Regions from separate parts of the Rattus norvegicus genome. Here regions 2, 3 and 4 are each linked to region 1. A link is a contact called in public Hi-C data. All regions are on one chromosome and are shown on one strand. Each heading gives the region's core, a stretch centred on a gene start, on an enhancer-like site or on the middle of the called end of the contact. The rest is flanking DNA. Distances are from core to core; before and after follow the strand shown.

Region 1 (5,323 bases), core at 2,078-4,577:
GTGACCTGTGAGTGTATCCACCCTGGACACAGCACGGTGACCTGCGAGTGTATCCACCCAGGACACAGCACGGTGACCTGTGAGTGTATCCACCCTGGACACAGCACGGTGACCTGTGAGTGTATCCACCCAGGACACAGCACAGTGACCTGTGAGTGTATCCACCCAGGACACAGCACAGTGACCTGTGAGTGTATCCACCCTGGACACAGCACAGTGACCTGTGAGTGTGTCCACCCAGGACACAGCACAGTGACCTGTGAGTATATCCACCCAAGACACAGCACAGTGACCTGTGAGTGTATCCACCCAGGACACAGCACAGTGACCTGCGAGTGTATCCACCCTGGACACAGCACGGTGACCTGTGAGCGTATGTACCAAGAGCACATAGCACCCTGACCTGACCTGTGACAGTGACCTGTGAGTGTAGTTACCCACAGCATGTACACAGGAATTGGTAGAGCTTCGTGCAGTCTTTGCTCTCTCCCACAGGACTCAGGTCTGTTTGGAACCCTACGTTCAGGGTTACACAGATATACGTGGCCTCTTGATCTGTTCTCTACCTTTCCTAGCATTTGCTTCCAAATTGTGTGATGCTAAAATAAATCCATTTCTTTTCAGCTAGCTGGTAAAATCCCACAGATCTCCAGTGCTAGACACAGACTGGCAGATAATTGGCGAGCCAGTTTTCTAATGTTAGCAGTTGGAAGTAGCATTAACTAAGAAAACCGTGACTGGCTGTTGTATATCAGGAAGTGTGAGGAATGCAGTCTCAGAATGAGATATAACTTCCTCCAGGCCTGTAGGCCAGAAGTCAAGGTGTCAGCGTGGCTGTGCTGGGGGAAATGTCCCCTGCCTCTTATTAGCTCCTGCCTGCTGTCAGCATGTCCGGGCTGTTAGCATTTCCGGGCTCATGATCCATCAAACCAGTCTTCTTCTCCTCCTCATCTTCTTCTCCTCCTCCTTTTCCTCCTCTTCCTCTTCCTCTTCCTCCTCCTCCTCCTCCTCATCTTCCTCCTCACATACACATGTCTTTAAGAGGGTACCTGTCATGCATTAGGTCCCACACAAGTGATCAGTAACTTCCCCATCCCCAGAGCTTTAACTCATATGTCTGCAAACATGGAAATGCCCATATATTCTGGAGATCGGGCTGGGGATAACTGGTGAGGAGGGGTCATCATTCAACTCTTTACACTGCAAAATACCAGTAGACACATTAGTTTTTTAAATAAAAAAAAAACCTAATGCAGAAGGTCAGGAGGTAAAGCAGCGGCTGAAAGACAGCGGCTGTGTGCACTGGAGATAGAGCAGCACGAACCCCAAGAGCTGTCCTGTATCTACCATGGCGAACTGTAGCCTCCCTGAAACAAGCGTCCGAAGGCCGTCGAGTGTAGGAAAAGCTGAACATATATATTTAGGATAAAACTTCATTTTAACGTGGTTTCGTAGTATTTTCATTTTATTTTATTTATTCACTTTACATACCGATATCTGCCTCCCTCTCCTCCCAGTCCTCCCCCACCCCCATCACACAGCTCCCTCCCACAGGGACTCCACAGGAAGAACCACAGAATCTAATTCTTTTTTTTTTATCTTGAGTGTACGCATATGCCTGAGTGATGGTCGAGGACATGTGTGTGCATGTTTGTGTGCAAGAGGGAAACATGTGTAGATGTGTAAGTCAGAGAAGACCATTCCTGGTAGTGGTCCTTGACTCCTCCCTTCTTTGAGACAGTCTCCTCTTATTGTCCCCTGTTGCATCCAGCAAGAAGCCAAATGGCCTGTGAGCTCTTGGGCATCCTCCAGCCTCAGCTTTTCATCATTCCCTAGAAGCAGGGGGATCACAGATACTTGCCATGGGCTCCGGGGTTCTGACCTCAGCCCCTCACACTTACACATGGAGCACTTAGTGCCCCGAGCTTAATCAAACCTTTAAACAAGGGATGCCTGGTATGAGCCTAAGCTGGAGAGATGGCTCAGTGGTCAAGAGCACTGCCTGCTCTCCCAGAGGTCCTGAGTTCAATTCCTAGCAACCACATGGTGGCTCACAACCATCTGTAGTGTGCATTCGATGCCTTCTTCTGGTGTGTCTGAAGACAGTGATAGTGTACCCACATACATAAAATAAATAAATATTTTTTAAAAAATGTATGAGCCCAAGGAAAAGAAGGCTTGAACAAAAAAGTAAACGGACTCCAGTCCAGCAAAGACTCTCAAAAAGAAAATTGCTGGCTTTTATTCCGCTCACGACAGGTAAACACACTAATGTCATTATCCTATGAGGCACAGGGCGACATGGTGCATTACTGGATCTCCAGGTCACCCTGTCTACCCTCTGACACTTAGCCTGGGGTTGTAGGCTCAGTGAGCCTCCGATTACCCTTTGCCTCTCTGGGGCTAATTATCAACCTCAGAGTCACCTGGGAAACTCCAACCAAGTGGTTTTAGTCAGTGAATCTGGGGATCTGTAAATGTCCTTCCTTGGAGGCCATGGGATCTTTCCTATAAGGTCTTGAAGGTGGGACACATTCCAGCTGTCCGTAGGGATTCATAAAAGGCTCTGTGCTGGTGTGGGGACATTAACCAAGCAGTCAGTCCCCCAGGTTCCAAGGGTCTCAGAAGTCCACCCCATAAGAGCCCTTGACAAGCCGAGGCCAGTAGGGAACAAGTTCTATAACTCAGGAGGATGCTTCTCTTAGACAATCCCCTTACACACGATGAACCCCTGAGTTCTGGTTTCAAGGACATTACCTTTAAAGGGGCATCTGCATACCATACCAGAGACTCAAGGGTCTCTTCCCAAATACTTGTCCATATTAGTGGTCAGTTCAGAGAAACTGTTTTCAATTACATGGTAAAATGAAAGAAAACAGATAAAATATTTTTAAAATCCCATAAAACTTTCTTTTCTTTTTGGCTGATTTATGAAACATCCACCCCATGTGGTTCTCTGTAGTAGCTTAACAGAAACTTTTTGGAAACCTGGAGAAAAACTGTTCAACCAGAACAAGCATAAATATCACAAAGTGCCCGCTAGGGGGCGCTTCAGTTTAAAAAAGCTGCAGAACAAACTCAAAACCCCTAATTTGGGTAACACGGGTCATTTTATTAACAGTTTATAAAAGGAACTGTTTTTGGAAAACGAAATGCCACTGTTTCTCTGACGTAACACAGAAAAACGATTTCAGAAGGCACTCCTGAAAAAAAAACTGCATTTTTCTGGCCGCAGTTGCTAAAAAGTAGCTGACTCAAGCGAGCAGGATTGGCCCAAAACTAAGTAAGGTCACTGTGCATGTGCCCCGGAAACCGAACCATCCCAAGAATGTGCACAAGGCTTCAGGCCCAAAATATCACGAAAAAACATCCTACACTGTGCCATGCTACTCCCACCCTCATCCCATCCCCATCCCCGACTCCACTACCGCTGGGAAAACAAGAAAACATTGGCAACTCGGAGACACTTGAAAGTGAGATTTAGGAGTAGCAGAAGTTTAATTTCATAATGCGTCGCATGTGCGTCCCCGAAGAGGGCAGAACCTACTTGTGGAAGGGGTCGTGTGACAGGGAAAAAAAAAAAAAAAGGTCAAGTAGACACTTTCCTTCCAGACGAAGCAGCAAATGGGAAGAAAAGTGAAGAGAGGGCCAGAGACCAGACACTCATGCTCTGTCCAGTCCAAAGTGGTTGATTTCTTTTTCATTAGTCATTTTTAAAACATAAATTATTCATTATGCTAAAAATAAATTCTCAGACTAGGAATTGAATACCAAGGGCTAGGAGAAGGCAAACGGAAACCTGGACAGAAATCTTCTACAAAGTTCAGCCAATGTGTGCTTGCATGCTGGGCTTCCCCGCCATTAGAAACCCCACCCTGCGGTGCCTGGGGCCGACTGAACATTTCTGTTCACTTGGTCAGAGCTAAGTGTAAGACAGCATTCCAAACTGCGTCAAAATCTTCTGTGATGCTCTTTGGAAAGATGTAATCAAGTTTAGAGGAAGTCAGCTGGGAGAGTCCTTGTCCGGAGTGACTGACGTCTTTCTGAGCAGAGGACGTTTAGAGATACAGAGGGACAGGCCATGGAACAACAAAGTCAGAGACTGGGGTGGCATGTCTATAAAACAAGATGCACCAAGGACAGGTGACAGCCCAGCAGTCAGGAGCAAAGTGGTGACCGGCTAGTGCCTGAAAGCCCCTGGAACCATCCCCAGAAGCCCCTGGAACTGTCCCTTCCCAGGCCTTGATTCTAGACCCTAGCCGCTGCAACTTTGAGAACATAGAGTTCTGTTGTTTAAGTCACCCGGCTTGTGGTATTTGTTCTGGCAGCCTAAGGACCGACCCCAAAGTCAGAAAAAGCCGATGGAACAGAGGAACCCTGTGAAGAGACCTTTCATTAACACAAGGTCCTGGGACATTCTCCCTGTGCTTGTCCCTCCCTTTCTCTCTTCAACCCCAATCGTTTTTTAGTACAGAGCATTGGCTTTCTCCCTCTCCAAGTCAACAACTCTTGGTGACTTCTGTAGCCATGTGTGTGACTTTGCAGTTCTCCTCAAATACCTAAAAACTACACAGTCTGCTGGGTGCTTAAACCACCGTGCTCCCTTGAATCACCCCGAGTATTTGCTGTGATCTTACCTATTCTTAAGTGGGCAAGAAGGGAAAGATACAGCATCTAGACTGTGCATACAGGTTATCGGCAGAGTAGTGCCTTAGCAAGGGCGTAATTCTAGCTTCAATCTGTTAGACAGGGGAAAAACCGCCAGGGAGGGAGGGAGGGAGGAAGGAGGGAGGAGAGGGCAGAGAGAAGGAGAAGGGAGGGAGGGAGAGAAAACAGAACATAAAGATAACAGATCTCTGAGATGCAAAGGAAGAGCCCCCCATGTTACAGAACTCAGAAGAAAGGATCCCTAGCTCCCTCTGACATACAGATACTTTGTGGTAGTGGTGCATGCCTTTAATCCCAGGACTCAAGAAACTGAGGCAAGCAGGACTCTGAGTTCGAGGCCAGCCTGATCCACTGAGTAAGTTCCAGAACAGCCATGGCTACCAAGAGAAACCCTGTCTTGAGATAGATAGATAGATAGATAGATAGATAGATAGATAGATAGATAGATAGATAGATAGATAGATAATGGATAAATAAGCAGCTGACTTTAGGAGCTCTTCTGTGTTGTGTGAGGCCTTGGTGGGGGACGGGTGTCAGGCAGATGTAACAGTGGTCCTGTGAGAGGCAGCAGAACTGAAAAATTCCTTTGGTGTTGCTAGTCTATCCTCTTAGAGTCACATCCCCATTGAGTTACCATTACCCATAGCATGGTGTA
Region 2 (5,192 bases), core at 1,232-3,731, 130 kb after region 1:
ATTTTCAGACAGAGAGCGACAGAGTGTACACACATCGAAGACAGTCTCTCACTGCTCTTCTCCAGAGTTCTCCCACAGTGTTCATGTGGTGCTTGTGTTAACAGGCATAGTGCCACCAGTCACAGCAGGCAATAGCAGATGCAATTCTGTATGATGGGTAGTACTTGAGAATGATAATAAATGACTATGTATTTATTTATATATCACTATACTGTGTTATTTTAGAGGCTACTTATTCACTTCTAAATAAATGCAAGGTAAGTCAGTATTCCATAGCATGACTGGTAACTGCTGTGTCCCATGATGGTGTCAAAGGCCACACTGAGTCACTGACCCATACCATTTAGGTTTATCTAAGTTCATCCCAAGATGGTCACACAATGACTAAGCCACTTAGTGACACATTTCTCAGAGCATACCTCTGACATTAATAACTACATTTTCACCTCATTTTGTTTCAAATTGCATCGACCATGGTCCAGAAAGTCTTCTGTTAGAGGCAGCCATCAACATGCCTCTGTTTCCATATTCACTGAAACATACACATCTGCTGTGCTTGACATCTGATCCATGCATGGCAAGACATGTCCCAAATTCAGGACAGAACGTCTGGTGTACTGTTTTCTGGGAGAAGGGTTAAGGGAGGTTTGGAACTGGATTGATGATCTCTTCTCACAGAGCCAGGAGCAAGGTCACTTCCTGGAATTTGCTTTTGGACTTCTTCATCCAGTCAAAATGAGGTAAAGGTTTTCCGGGGCAAAGAGGTAGAGGATGGTGGGGCTAGATTCCCTGAATGACTGGATAGCTTAGATCATAGCAAAAGCCCTTTATCAATTACACTTTGTCAGGAGGATGAACCACACCATTTAGGTTTGTTTAAGTTCACCCCAAGATGCTCACATAACGACTCTCCCTTACATTTTCCCTCTAAAATATCAGTGTGGAAAAGTCCCTTCCAACAGGGGATTTATAGTTCAGAAAAACGAAGCCATTTAGTATCTTTGACTCCATAAAGACCTTCAAATATTATGAGTGTTAGTCTGTGGGGGCTGGAGGTCCTGAGCAAAAAGATACCTAGGAATGTCTCTGTCTGCTAAGAGTTAGAAGTTCTTGTGTCTCCTATTATTCACAGTATCAAGAAAATGGAACCTGCCTAGATGTCAATCAAGAAGGATGAGAATTAAAACTATGGTATATAAATATGGTGGAATTTTACTCAGCTTAGAGAAAAAATGAAATTATGAACTGTCTAGGAGAATGGACAGACCTAGAAAGTACGATATTAAGTTAGGTGACCCAGACTCAGAAAGACTCAAGTCACTTGTTCTCTCTCACACACATCCTAATTTTCAATATCTGTGTGTATGTGTGTGTGTGTGTGTGTGTGTGTGTGTGTGTGTGTGTGTGTGTGTAAATAGGGGGGGCTATGAGAAGGGGTTCACTAGAATATGGGGCTGTTGCAATAGATAGGAGGCCCTGAGAGAAAAGCAGGAAAAGCAAGGACAAGCAAGGGGAGGAGGGATAAGGACACATAGCACACGAGAAAGGGAAGGAGATTGGGTGGGAGGCACAAAAACAGAAAAGGAATGGAGAAGAAGTAAGAGAAAGAGAAACACAACAGCAGCAACAACAACAACTCTTTGCCTGAAAAGTACCACAATGAAATCTAATGATTCATATGCTCATAAAAAATAAACTAAAACTGAAGTCCAACATCTTTAGGGTCAAGGTAGTTTTGAACTACCCTCAGTCTGTGATGGGGAAGCCCTGAGGATGGGATAGCCCTGCCCACTTCTTCCAGAGTGTGAACCATCATCATCACTACATGCTCACCAAAGTCAGTCTCAGGGTGAGGGAAAAGCTTTTACTATAGGATTAGGGCTGTTGAGAGTCCTGAAACACTTTGCTTCTCTCTGTGTTCTCCACTACAGGAGCACAGAGAAAGCAGCCACGTGTAAAGCACACGGACCCACAGCAGAAAGCGACCATGCTAGCACTCTGATCTCAACGTGCAAGCCTCTACACATACCAAGAAGGAACAGTTGTTGTCCCATCTACCCACATCTATCATGTTATAACTGACCAGCAGCACTTGCTTTTGTGGGAACAGCTGGGGCGTTTCTCTTCGTTCAGCATTACCAGCTATAGTCCTAGGCTCCAGGCACAGAAGGACTTGCAGCTGAACTCACAGTCTTGGGCATAGGTCCTGAGAAGAGACAGGTAAAACTGTTTGAAATGAAGAACCCTCACCATCACCTTCTTGCTCTCCTCCTTCCTCAATATGTATTTGGAGTTAAATTCTGATTCCATTTCTCTAGGCATTTTTTTAATCTGCATAGAACATTCACCTTTCAAAAGTAAAACAACGGAATAAGGGAACAATGCATATGAAGCTGTCAACACATAACTTGGCACACAGTAAGGACAAAAACAGTTATTGGTTAGAGTTAAATTCCAGTGGTTTTTAGTGACAAATCCCATGCCCTGTTCCAAATGAGTGTCCTCCCCCCAAAACAGTTCCACCCACTCTTTTCCCACTGCCCACTTCCTAACTAACCTTGACCCACATTTCAGATCTGATTTGCACCTTGTACGGCATTTCCTTCTAGAAACTCCATTCTAGATGAGGGAGTTTGTGGCACTAACCTATTTTGCCAGGTGTCTTTTCTCCTTGACTGCTGAGACATTCCTCTTTTTAGCATACAGTCAACCCCCAAAAGCACAGAGACTGAATGGTCTGAGGGCTTCCAAGCAGTGAGCCTAGTGTCTAGCCTCCGGTATTACAGGCTCGAGTGATTCGAATAATTAAACCAACGTCTACTGAATCCTTGGCACTTGTGCTTACAAATCCCAACTGTGGTTTCTCACCCTTAGCTTCTGCTTCTAAAATATCAGGGGAACGAGTTGACATTGGATACACATCAAAAAGTCACTGATCAACAGGAATATTTGTTTGTCTTAAGTTTGTTTCTTTGTACCTTAAAAAGGGCCTGGGAATGATGACATATAGGGACAAATGTGCAATGAGACCATCCTGTGCCAGCAAGGGCAAGAAGGCTGTGACTCTGAGCTGCCCCCTGGAGCGCACCAGGATGTTGTGACCAGCAAGCTTCCTCAAGGGTGGGGATTTTTCTTCGCTGCCTTAGTCCTTAGTCATATCTCAATATAGCCAAATGCCACCTTAGACTGCGGGGAAGCATTGTTTTTCTAAAAATATGTGTAACTTTGTGCAAACAACCAGCATGTGTTCTGCCCTTGCCTCTTTCTCTGTAGTCAGTGGATTCCTTTCCCACTCTTAGAATATATTCTTTTAAACCAGACATGGTGGCCTGTGTCTACAACCCTGGCATTTGTGAAGTTTGAAGCAAGAGGTTGCTGTGAGTTCAAGGCCAGCCTGAGTTACAGGGTGAGTTTCAGGCTGTGCTGTTCTACAGAGTGGGACTTTGTCTGAAAAGAACAAATATTATTTTTTTTCTTCTTAGAACTTTAGCAACAAGGTTCTCTGCCCCTCCCTGTTCCAGAGACAGCCACATATTCTCATGCAGTGCCAGCCTTGTCTGGTAGACAAGATGGTGAAGGTCGGTATGAACTGATTTGGCTGTGTTAGGTGCCTGGTTATGAAGGCTGCCTTCTGCTCTGCACTTGGCAAAGTGGAGATTGTTGCCATCAACGACCCCTTCATTGACCTCAACTACATACATGGTCTACATGTTCCAGTACAATTCCACCCATGGCAAATTCAATGGCACAGTTAAGGCTGAGACTGGGAAGCTTAGCATCAACAGGAAGCCCAACACCACCTTCCAGGAGTGAGATCCCGCTAGCATCAAATGGGGTGGTGCTGGTGTTGTGAAGTCTACTGATTTCTTCACCACCATGGAGAAGGCTGGAGCCCACTTGAATGGTGGGGCCAAAAGGGTCACTATCTCTACCCCTTCTGCCAATGCCCCCATGGTTGTGATAGGGGTGAACCACAAGAAATATGACAACTTACTCAAGATTGTACTACCGTCATCCCTGCATCCACTGATACTGCCAAGGCTGTGGGCAAGGTCATCCCAGAGCTGAACAGGAAGCTCACTGGCATGGCCTTCCTCGTTCCTATCCTCAATGTATCCGTTGTGGATCTGACATGCCCCCTGGAGAAATGTGCCAAGTATGATGACATCAAGAAGGTGGTGAAGCAGGCATCCGAGGGCCCACCAAAGGGCATCCTGGGCTATGCTGAGGACCAGGTTGTCTCCTGCGACTTCAACAGCAACTCCCACTCCTCCACCTTTGATGATGGGGCTGGCATTGCTCTCAATGACAACTTTGTAAAGCTCATTTCCTGGTATGACAATGAATACAGCTACAGCAACAGGGTGGTGGATCTCATGGCCTACATTGCCTCCAAGGAGTAAGAAACCCTGGACCACCTACCCCAGCAAGGACACAGAGAGCAAGAGAGAAACCCTTGGCTGCTGAGGAGTCCCGGTCCCAACTCAGCCCTCAATACTGAGCATCTCCCTCACAATTTCCATCCCAGACCCCCAAATACCAAGAGAGGCCTAAGGAGCCCTCCTTACTCTCAATAAAGTTTGCCACACCCACAAAAAATAATTGCAACAACAAGATACCAAATAAATCACCTAGCTAGTTACCCTCCGAGGAATAATTTCATTATGATGTCAGTCTACATGCTCCTGGAAAAATAGCCCCCTTTACCTACACAAAAAGTTACTTTGAAATCTTGCCTAGTAGTATCTAGTTAATACTATAGGAACAATGGGATATGTGTGTGTATGTATATGTATATACTATATATCCATATGCATGTTATATATACACAGCATATATTAAATTTATCAATCTAAAATCATACAGGAATAAAGCTCTGACAATTTAGGGAGTACATATACATACATATACACACAGACACATATACATATACATACTCATGGAAAACAGTCTATCAATATAACAGCAGGCCAAACATATAAAGTTAAACAAATACAGAGGCGGACTCTCACAGCCAACCATTGAACTGAGAACTGGGTCCCCATTGGAAGGGTCTTGCAACCCCATAAGAACAATAATACCAACCAACCAGAGTTCTCAGGGACTAAAACCACCAACCAAAGACTATACATGGACTGACCCATGGCTCCAGCTGCATATGTAGCAGAGGATGGCCTTGTGGGGCACCAGTG
Region 3 (5,465 bases), core at 415-2,914, 200 kb after region 1:
CCTAAATCATTTTTCTTGCAGAGATGTGTGCAGATTAATGCCATAATGGGCTTAATCGGCCGGCTGCTTGAACACAGCTGGTGGCAAAACTCATTTGACTAAGCACTTTGGTTGTGTTGGGAATTGTTGACATTTGTCCTGGCTCCATCTTAACTTTCCTTCAACCTAGTGTAAACCTGTGGAAGAAACCAGTCACATAGCATAGTATCATTAACTCGTTTACACTTCGACTCTTTCTCCAAAGTGGTGAGATGGGATACCAACCCTAATGAAATGCTTCGAGATACAATAATGCTTAAATTCCCAAATAAGGAGGACAAGATGGTTCATGTGTTCAGCCATTGCATTCAGCCTGAGCACAACACCCTTCCTCTACAAGCTTCGACCCTCCCTGCAGGTGAATAGGACATCAAGAAAAAGCCATAATATGCGATTAATCTTACAACATCTGAAATAAACCTAAGAAGCGAGTACCTAACCAGGCAGGGTGCAGCTTGGGAGAGTGAGGGTGTATCATTTCCCTGGAAAGTATCTTTCTCAAACTGCTAGCAGTTGACAAATCCCTTAAAGGGAACTTCTCAAGTCAGTTCATTGTTGTTCCCAGTATGCCAGTAAACAATCCGCTGCTAGACCAGCTGTGACTCCCGAGTAAGTAAGTCTGACTACACCCAGTGGTCGGTTCAAAGGGTTCATAGATCTAATACTTGGATTGTCTGGTCTTGCTAAACCGCTGCAGAAGGAAACTCCTTCTGCGCTGTTTGGAGTTAGCACCACCTTTGGAGGGCCATCTGGACTCCTTTTAGGAAAGCAGACTTAGGAATCCCAGTCTGTGCTACAGGATCCCCAGATTCCTGGCCATAATAAAGATGGAGGGGTTGTCTTGGTGAGAACCAGGGCTGATTCCTGGTGAACGAGAGCATTTACCCATCTCCCTTCCATCTGCTCTATTTCCTTTACGTCCAGAAAAAGAGGTTACAGTTTTAAGGTGCTATAGGACGCGTCCCCTTCCCGTGTACAAAACATTTCCCTGCGGCTATCACAAAACCGATTTGGGGCAGAGAAACTCGACACGGAAAAGCAGCTTTCAAAAGTTCAGATTCCTCTGTTTTCCGCTTCCTGTCCCGGGGATCGCACAACGGTAGAGCCGCACTGATGAGATCCACGTGGAGCAGGTTCTTGGGAGTGTCTAACATTCACCCCCGAAGGGCCCCCCTTCAATCACGCCTAACTATCTAGTCTCTAGAGGGAAGAGTCAAGTCATCTAATGGAGCCTAGACAAGTGTTGAGAAGAACCAGGAGAAGGACACGGCTCCAGGGATTCAGGGTTGATCTAGGTGGTAGCAGAATCCCGCGCGCCCGCCGCACTCAGGGAAGGCAGAGGGTAGGGCTCCTAGGGGCGGGGCCGCGCATCCGGTGGGCGTGGTCTGGGTGGTATTTGGGAGAGGGCGCGGCAAGTGAGAAGCCCGAGCAGGCTATAGGCGGGGCTACAGTGGGCGTAACCAGGCGCCAAGTGGGCGGGGTTGTGTGTAGTTGAGAGCAGGCGCTCAGTCTCCTCAGGTTCCGGGGGCGGGTCCAGGTCCAGAGGAGGCGTGGCTACGTGTCGGGGGCGGGGCTTGAGGGCGGGGCGGATAGAGCACAGGGGTAAGCGAGACCCAGGAGCTGGCGAGAGCCAGCCGCGCCTGGGGCCGGAGTGCTCACCGTTGTTGGCTTGCTGGTGATCCGCTGTCCTCCACCCAACCCCCTCTGGGACCGAGCGCCCCCGGCGGAGCTCAGAGGGAGGAAGGCGGGTCGCCAGCCCCTTGCCGCCCTCCCCCAGCCGGGGAAGAATGTGCCACCAGCTGTTCTCCGCCCGGGAGCACTTCGCCCAGAAGTGAGGAACTTGGAGGAAGGAGAGACAAAGGCTGCAATTGGGACGGAGGAGGTCCGAGACGAGGACAAAAGGTGCGGAGAAGCAGCAGCGACCGGGGGATGGCAGCGCGGCGGCTCCGCGGGCTGGAGTCGCCCCGAGGCGCACCGTGACACGCGTGGATTCCCGGGATCTGCCGCTGCTCTGACTTCCGCAACTGGAGCGGTGCTGGGAAGGTGCGGGCGCCGGAACAATGGACAGCTTCTTTCCCGAGGTGAGTGGCGGGGAGGACCTGGCTGAGACCAGGACCGGGACCCGCACACCGAGCGCGCCCCGGCCGGCGCCTGCGCGTCCCAGGAGGGGAAACTTTGTGGGAGTCTCCTGAAACCCCACTCCCTCCGCCGGCCCCGAGTCTAGGATGAGTAAGCCTAGGCAGGTTTGAGTTTGTCCTGCGCTCGCATGTCCCCGGGCGTGGGTGGCTAGCTGACACGCCGCGCCAGGTGAGTCCCCGGGCGCCGGGCGGGGGAGAGCTGCGGGGAGGTCGGCCCGGGTGCAGGAAACGCGGTAAAAGGCGCAGCCGGGACGTGCCTTGCTCCAAGAAAGGTCTGGGACTTCCTTTGCCGAACGTGCGGGCTTCCTGTGGCTTCCAGAGGAGCCGGCTAACGAAGTGTGAGCCGGCCGGCTGGCTCCAGTCAGTTAGTGCCCTGCCTCCCTGGGCCTTCAAGTTTGGGGTCCATACTTTACCAGCGCCGCTCAGGTCCGGTTTGCGGATAATTTCAGAGCACGAGACAGATGATCCTGTTTTTAATACCGTTTTCTTGGTAGATCGTGAATTCGAGTTTAAACAAAACTCGTTTAAGGCAAACAATGGTTATTTTAGAAGATGAAACCGATGCTCGCTTTAGGGTCTTTGAGGGCGGGACACCATAGTTACTTGAGACGGGACTTGAAAGTTTCCTTTTCCCCCTGGGATGGAGAGCCGCTCTGGTTTCTTGGCACCGATTCCTTTCTTGGTTGTGATTATTTAATAAATTCTGTTTAAGTTTTGAGGTTTGAAGTGGCTCAGAGTAAACTTAGCTGACTTGGGGGAGGCTGATGAGATTTTTGCTGAAAGTCAGGGTGATATTTTGTGAATCCAGGACAGCTTTGGAATCTTCCAGCAAACCAGAGTAGTGAGAGTTTGCCTCCCTCCGCTTTAGTTAACTTGCCTTAACAGAGTTAATTGGCTATAGTGTTTCAAGGTCTGACGTTCACTTACTGTATTCTCAGATAGCTACTTAGAATGGCCACAGTGGTGTATTGTATAATGGTCGAATTGACTTTTACCAAAGTGTTTGTCTCTGTCACCCTAAAAGGCATCCTGGAAAGAAATTAACCATCACTTAGAGGAAGAGAAGTATATAGAAAATAGAGACCCCTTAGCGTTTTCCAGTTTGTGGGCTTTTGTTTCATACCTACAGGAAGGCAGGACTTTCGAGTTGGTACGCAACAATGAATTACTGCTAGGCTGAGTTTTTAGTTGCTTTTATATATAAGAAAAATGAGATTTTGTCTCTAGGGAAAATAGTTCTTGACTTGGTGATCTTTTAGAAAATTTGTGTGTAGTTGTTGGGCGACAAGGCTCCCTAAACCTGAAGACCAAGGTCTTCCCTTGGGTAGAATTCTGCCCCCTAGTGTGAGTGGTGGAAACTTCCTGGTAAAATGCCATTAACAGTTCCTGGATCCTTGCTTCTAAGTTATGGGGCTGTTAAGTAATTCCGAGAACTCGTTTTTTTTTTTTTTTTTTTTTTTTTTTACCTTGGTTCTCTGTGAGGAGATCTCTGTGGTCAGAATAGCACTGAAGTTGTCTTTACTGGTTGCCTATTTCATTTTTTCTATTTCTAATGAGGAATCTTTTTTTTTTCCGGAGCTGAGGACCGAACCCAGGACCTTGAGCTTGCTAAGCAAGCGCTCTACCACTGAGCTAAATCCCCAACCCCCTCTAATGAGGAATCTTAACCCAAAGATTAGTAAGTTACTAGCCCAAGGTTGAAGAATGGATACACAGCCCTTCCCCTTTGCTGCTGTATTTCTGGGATGGATATATATATATATATATATATATATATATATATATATATATTCATATTTTCATCATGATTTCTAGTGTTATCGTAATGATTTCTCATCATCTGTCAGCATTCTGCTCTATACATAACAGCAGGACAGGTGAAAAAGCTAAACAATGGTAGTGATTGGAGACACAGTCCCCACATTGGCCCCTTTACCTCAGTGTCTTAGAGCATCACTTTGTTAATGGTCCTGTGAAGGTATTCCTTTGTCCTGTTACACTAGAAAGCACTGGGATGACATAATGTCCAAGGGCAGCTAGCTTATAGGCCTTCCTTCACACTGAGCAGCGTTTTGCTTTTTGTTAACTTTTCTCTGTGATTTAGAGGTAATGACCTGTTGCTGGTTAGCCAACAATTTGAAGCTCATGGTAACAACTAAAAATAAATAAATAAATAAATAAATAAATAAATAAATAAATAACCGAGTGAGGTCTTACATGTATGAGGCAGATAACAGGGAAGTAGGAAACACTTGTGACTCCTTGCAGCTGCTGCATAGACCTTGACTAGGGCTTTACAAATTGAGCACCTTTGACATTGGGGGCCAGGTACCTCTTTGCTGGTGAGGCGGTCTACGCCCATAGCACAGGGCGGCATCTCCGACCGTCACTCACTCAATTCATGTAACCTTCCTCTCAACTTTCAACACCCCAGAATGTGTGCAGATGTTACTGAAGGCACTATAGCCACAAAACAACTCCCAGCCGAGCTGCCCAGAAAGAAGCAGTTGCCTCATGGTCCTCATTCCCGTGTGTGCTTCTTGTCTGCACTTGCCTGGTTTAACTGGGATCAGGCGTCCTGTTAGGGGCCAGTGGCCAGGGAAGCTTGCAAGGTTTGTGCCAATCAGCTGACACGGCTGCCTTCAAAATTCGCTCCAGGATTGGTGAAAGGGAGCGTGCCAAACTCCCCAGTCAAGTTTCAGTTTCTTCATGGCCTTCATTAAGTTTTTATGGCCTCTCTTGAGTTAATTGTGTGCGCTCACAAGTAGGAAAGCTCCTGTTTGCAGCACTTCCTGTGACGTTATTAAAAAGTTAACTTCAGGCAGAAACTAGGTTTAGGTATGTCTGTAACGAGAAGCAATTACGTACAATAAAACACACACACACACACACACACACACACACACACACACACACAGAGTAAATAGCAAAGGTTCAGCTGCAAATGACAAGACTGTTGTGCAAAATCGTGGAGGTTTTAAGTGGGCTCTGTGTTCCCATCCCCAGAGCCAAGGGCCTGTGGTTGTGTCTGGAGTACGGTGGGGCGCCAAGCCTTTCCAAAGAGCTCAGCTCTGCTTTTTATTTTAGGCATAGGTGTGGCATAATGGCTTTACAAGTACAACACCTTGTGGGGATTAACAACCACATAAATGGACACATTGATTTTCATAATAAATATATGGAGGTTGCATAGACATAAATATAAATGTAGAAAGCAGATATTAATGTTACAGGAGACAGCTTGTTAGTGGACCTATGGTAGATAAGCCTATTTCTTTTAGTCTGGTT
Region 4 (5,396 bases), core at 1,236-3,735, 170 kb after region 1:
CTGTATGAAATAAAGGGTCTGAGCATTAGGAAGGTTGAGAACCACTGTTCTCTAGCTTTGCCTTCAGTTCCTGCCTCCAGTCTCCTGCCTTGAGGTCCTACCTTGTTTCCCTCCATGATGGATGACAGCCCGTCGCGTTAAAATAAACCAAGTTGCTTTTGGTCATGGTTTTACCCCAGCAGCAGAAACCAAACTAATAAGCTGTGAAATTGCACTCCCATTTCTACTAGATCCCATGTGGAAGAAAAGAAGTTGCTCCTGCCCTTCGCACACATGCTGTGGCACATGTCCTTCCTGCCACACAGACCCCCAGCAAGAATGTTAAGTTTAAGAACTAATTTTAGAATACATATCAGTACTACAACCTCAGGAGGATAATGTGCTATGAATATGTAAAAGGCTGTGTGTGTATGTGTGTGTGTGTGTGTGTGTGTGTGTGTGTGTGTGTGTGTGTGTGTGTAAATATATGTTCTAAAGCACCCTTAAAGCCAGGCATCCTGCAATACTTTCTGAAGGAGCAAATTCCCTAGCTGTGTCCCAGATGGCCCGTATGAGATGCTTTGCAGGAGCAGGTGCTGGGGACAGGCACACCTGCACTTAAGCACCTTGGGGATTATGACCCTGATGCCATTTTAGAAATGTGTGGGATAGGAGTTTGTCAATTTGCCAGGCAGGCTTTAAGTTGGGTAAAGCAACACTCTTCAGACTCTCTCTCTGTTTAATGCAGATTGTGACTTTGTAGGCTGCGGTGGGATCCAGGACTCCATCTCCGAGTGTCTCACAGGTGGATGACACTAAGCGGTAGCTTGTTTTTATGCTTAAATTAATGCCTAAAGAAGGCATAGGAACCTGGGGGCAGGATGTGACATCCCTCTTGGTGTTCTGACAGTACCTTGAACTCTTCCCACCATGCCCATCTGGGTCTGGGGATGGCTTGCTTGCCACAGAAGGCAATATTCCAGAAGTAAATGAAAAACTGAATCTATAGCCAGAAAAAAAGTCTTCTCAGGAATTACATATATAGAAATTAAACTGTAAAACACAAGCTGGTTAAATCGATCCTTTCAAAGGCTAAGTTGTATGCAGGTCTAAAGGCAGCCATTTCTTGAATATTAAGAATGTGACTGCTGTCCAGACTGGAGGATGTAGGTTCAGATCCCCAGTACGTATGTAGCAGCCGCCTGTGGTGTCTATGCCTAGATCTCCTCGTGCTGGGAAACCAGAGACAGACTGATTTTGAGGGCTTGCTGGCCAGCTGGGTTAGCACACGCAGAACTCCAGGTTCCGTGAGAGACCTTGCCTCAAAAAACAAGATGGAGTGCCACAGAGGAATCATTGGACATTTACTTCTGGTCCCTACAGGGGCGCACACGTGCAGGTGCACGCACACACACACACACACACACACACACACACACACACACACCATACATGCACACCCGAATGCACACAATGCACTAGACTGGATCATATCAATAACGTTGAATTCATTTGAATGTGGAGCTGATGGTAAAACATGGTTGAAATTATGCTTACAAAGACAAAGCATTCTTTTCAGCTTGGACAAAACAAAGCACATACCTATCAAAACGTTGGGGGAGGTTCTGACATTTCTTTTGTTCCATCAGATTTTCCCGTTCTTAAATAAAAGAAAGCATCATGCGGACATCGTCAACTTTGAATAGTCATTTTAATTCATACAAATTATCTGTTCTTCCAATGAGTAAATGGGCCTAGGGTTGTCTATAATTGCTAACATTTATTGGGTGGCATTAGGGTGTTAGATGATTAGAGGTTTTAGTGTTCATAATTTTCTGTATCATGTTTCTGAATGAGTGTATGCCTTTACAGAATAAAGCAGTAAAGTCTCTCTCCCTTCCTCCCCCCCTCTCTCTGTCTCTGTCTCTCTCTTTGTGTCTCTGTGTCTCTGTGTCTGTCTCTGTCTCTGTCTCTCTCTCTCTCTCTCTCTCTCTCTCTCTCTCTCTCTCTCTTTGATTTGTCAATCAAATACAAATACATCATATTGAAAAGCCCATTGCCGTGAGTGCTCTTTCCTGTTACTCCTCAGATGAACTCAATGTCTCCTTCAGAGATGAGAGGCAGGCGCAGTGGGGTTGGAGGGCGGGAAGCACTCTCACTGATTTTTGGAAAATGCCAGAGTCAGGGTGGGGGGATTTCCGGAAAGGGAACTAGAGCTAGATTGCTCACACTGCTAAAAAGGTTTTGTGTTTTGTCTTTTTAGGTCCTCCTCAAACCCAGAGAAAACTAGAGGGAGAAATCTCCCCAGCAGGAGTAAGACTTCCTTTTGGAATTTTCTTGACTTTTCCTCTCGTGCCTTCTGAGCTTCAGCTATCTTGGCGCCTTCCTGACGCTCCACTTGCCTTTTCTGTCTGGGAGACAGAAATGATCAGGAATCAACACAGTGCAGGGACCTAAATTTGATTTTGGCTACCAGTGGCTTAGGTGTCAAAAGCATTTACTAATGCCAAATTGCTAATGTGATCAATGAATGTGACCTTTTACCTTCCAGCACCGAGTCCTCTTTGCAGGAGTATGAGACTACAACGCCCTCTGTGGCCAGGGGCATTTTGTTTACAGGCCCTGTTTTCTTCATTTTAGGAAACTTGTAAAATGGACACCTATTTCTACATTTAGGGGGAAAAAAAGAAACTTTCAAATTGAAACAGAGATTCTGAAAGTGTTTTAAACCAACTTTTGTCCCTTGGCCACCACTCGAACAATAAAATAACAATTGCGTTTATTTCTCTCCCAACGACAGTCCTCTAGAAGAGAGTAACTGGTTAAAAAGATTTAGAAAAAGAAAAGGAAATAACTTCTCAATGCTGCTTGTGGTCAGCTAGAGGAATTTGCTGTCGCAGAAGGTCAAATAGAGAGACACGCCTTCCTTGGACGGCATTCGGGGCCACTGAGATGAAGGCCATACTAAGTGGGGGAAGGGAGGTGGTAACCCTGGGTAGCTGGCAGTGGCTCTGATGACAGCCTATAGGAAGGAAAATGTCCAGGTGGAGGATGAAGCCAAATTTCAGCTCAAACTAGCAACGGGAATTTGTATGTTCACCACAAAATCGTACAGGGAAGCTGCTCATTAAAACAAAAGAAGCTACTTTTTTTTTTTTTTTAAGGCCAGACTAGCCTTTGGTCTGCTCCGTGGGCTCATACTCTCTGGCTATGTGGTGGTCACTGTTTTTCAGGTATGTGCTTGGACATTTACTGAAGGAGCTGTGAGATCTTCACACCCGTGCAAGTCAAAAGGAGAGAGCTCACAGGCTTCTAAAGATAGCAAATGTGAGGAAAAAAATAAATAAATTTACAGCTTGCTATGGTGGTATACACTTCTACTTCCAATATGAGGGAAGCTGAGACAGGAGGATCATGGGATTTAAAGTCTGTCTAGACTATATAGTGAGTTATTGTAAAGCAGCCTAGGGAAGATGTTCAAGACCAGGCCTTTGAAGTTCAACTGTGCAGATCCACCAGCCACCTGCTGCTTCTCAGATACCTGACCACGGTTGATCTACAAAACCAAGATAATAATACTTCATGTCATGTGCATGGATAGAACACGCAAAAAACTTGAAACAATGCCTAGAACGCATTAGACACTTGGTATGCTATAATTACAACATACCAGGACATTTTCTTGTTTCTTAGGTTGTCACACTCATACCCAGGTAGTACTCATCTGCCTCCTTTTTCATGATGTGTGTGTGTGTGTGTGTGTGTGTGTGTGTGTGTGTGTGTGTGGTCCACTTGCTTACCTGCTTTCCCATGCCTTATGATTTTGCTAATAACTAATGTGGATAGCTCAGGTCTGTCATCTTTCTGATAAGATCAAGATAGGTTCTCTGGATCTGCCTTTCTACTCATCACTATATCCCCTTGGAGCTAATGTGTCAGTCATCAGATTATAGCAGAGACCAATGGGAGTAAAAGACGAGCTCTGCTGCAGTGGGTTTAGCTTGTCTGGGTCTGGGTCTAATGGTCTGTGCACAGACTCACTCCACCCAGCTGAGACTGTGGCCTATGCTTATGGAAGATGCCACAGCCCCAGGACTCAGTAATGAGCCCTGAAAAATGGAGAAACGTGACATAGCCTGCCTTTACTTCCTGCTGAAATGGTGAATTGCTAGGCAGTATATTAGTGACTTCTCTATTGTTGAGACAAAACATCAAGATCAAGACAACTTGTAAAGTAAAGCATTTGACTGGGCTGACAGCTTCAGTGGGCCAGAGTCCATGATGGGAAAGCAAAGGCTCTGTGGCAGGAGCAGCTGAGAGCTCATGTTTTGCCACAAATTAAAGGCACAAAGATACACTGGGATCCCCGCATGCTGGCTCATGCCTTTAATCCCAACACCAGAAAGGCAAAGGAAGGCAGATCTCTGAGAATGAGGCAAACCTGGACTACAGAGTATGTTTCAGGGCAGCCAGAGCCACACAAAGATGTTGGGGGCTGGGAATCACTGCACAAACCACTCAAACACAAATCTCAGCCAAATGGGGATGATTTATTGAACACTACACCCCAAGACTGATCAGTCAGGGACATGGTTCAGGTCCAAGAGTTCAGAGCCTATGGGGTTTTTAAGCCTAAAATCCACAAACGTCTGTGCTAAGTTATCCCACCAATCAGGATTCAGAGATAGGGGATGTCCTTAGGGATATCACTTTGTTGTACACTTATCCTGTTCCCATTGGTTGAGGTATTCAACTGTGGCAGGGGACTTGCCTTGTCTAACATTCTTGTCTTAACTTGTCTACCAGGATATCATCAACCCATGTATATGCCTCTTTCTGCACAGTAGGATGTCTTGGAACCTTAAATTTTACTCAATCCCTACTCAAAATAGAAGTCTCGTTTTAAATAGATGTGGGTATCTCTCTTATGTTGGGGTCCATCCCACAGGCAGTTTATTAAGGTAAATATCATAAAAGCTTATACACGGGTGCAGGAAGTGATGCTGGGTGGTTGGTTTGGGTCTAAACCTATTGTGTGGGTAACTGTACAAAGCAGTTCTACTGACTTCTATCGTGACTGGTTTCCAAAAGTGCAGAACATAACAGAATGTGTAATCAACTTAGGCAAGAGAACTTTTCCCAGTAACAGCAGAAACAACATATGAGAAAGTTTCCTTATAATAGCAGGCTAGCCAGGTAGCAGTTACCAAAGCCTTAACATTTTACCTAGGCCTTAACAAAAGAAAGGCTGTGTTGAAAAAAAATCACAGCACAAACAAAAAGGAGGAGAAAGAAAAGAGAGGGGGAAAGAGGGAGAGGGAAAGGGAGAGAGACAGACAGACAGGCAGACAGAGACCAGAAATGGCTAGTCTTTTTGAATACTCAGATTGCACTCCCAGTGACCTCCTCTGACACAG

The links. A called contact is a pair of places that touch in the nucleus more often than the background predicts.
Region 2: a contact with region 1 is called in a Hi-C map of the A7r5 cell line, with 4 times the contacts expected there. The contact joins two enhancer-like sites. A contact is called at or near these places in 2 of 12 Hi-C or Micro-C datasets (the A7r5 cell line and the Rat2 cell line).
Region 3: a contact with region 1 is called in a Hi-C map of Schwann cells, with 6 times the contacts expected there. The contact joins the promoter of Myo10 here to the enhancer-like site in region 1. A contact is called at or near these places in 10 of 12 Hi-C or Micro-C datasets (the A7r5 cell line, the Rat2 cell line, Schwann cells and 6 more).
Region 4: a contact with region 1 is called in a Hi-C map of liver, with 5 times the contacts expected there. The contact joins two enhancer-like sites. A contact is called at or near these places in 3 of 12 Hi-C or Micro-C datasets (kidney, liver and psoas muscle).

Annotation. Positions count from the first base shown.
Region 1 is chr2:77,627,979-77,633,301 of GRCr8, forward strand. No RefSeq gene overlaps it. Among named protein-coding and RNA genes, the nearest start is that of Basp1, 36 kb to the left of the region's middle. Within about 2 kb of position 3,328, at least 17 of the 93 cell types and tissues checked have an H3K27ac peak or open chromatin away from gene starts, as enhancers often do. A contact at or near this core is called in the A7r5 cell line, Schwann cells, hepatocytes and 2 more, where this site is marked.
Region 2 is chr2:77,762,895-77,768,086 of GRCr8, forward strand. It overlaps the pseudogene LOC134485722. Among named protein-coding and RNA genes, the nearest start is that of Myo10, 66 kb to the right of the region's middle. Within about 2 kb of position 2,482, at least 15 of the 93 cell types and tissues checked have an H3K27ac peak or open chromatin away from gene starts, as enhancers often do. A contact at or near this core is called in the A7r5 cell line, where this site is marked.
Region 3 is chr2:77,829,868-77,835,332 of GRCr8, forward strand. Myo10 (myosin X) reads left to right here and starts at 1,665. Exons shown (of 41, transcript NM_001401822.1): 1 at 1,665-2,120. The coding sequence starts at 2,100.
Region 4 is chr2:77,794,251-77,799,646 of GRCr8, forward strand. No RefSeq gene overlaps it. Among named protein-coding and RNA genes, the nearest start is that of Myo10, 35 kb to the right of the region's middle. Within about 2 kb of position 2,486, at least 6 of the 93 cell types and tissues checked have an H3K27ac peak or open chromatin away from gene starts, as enhancers often do. A contact at or near this core is called in liver, where this site is marked.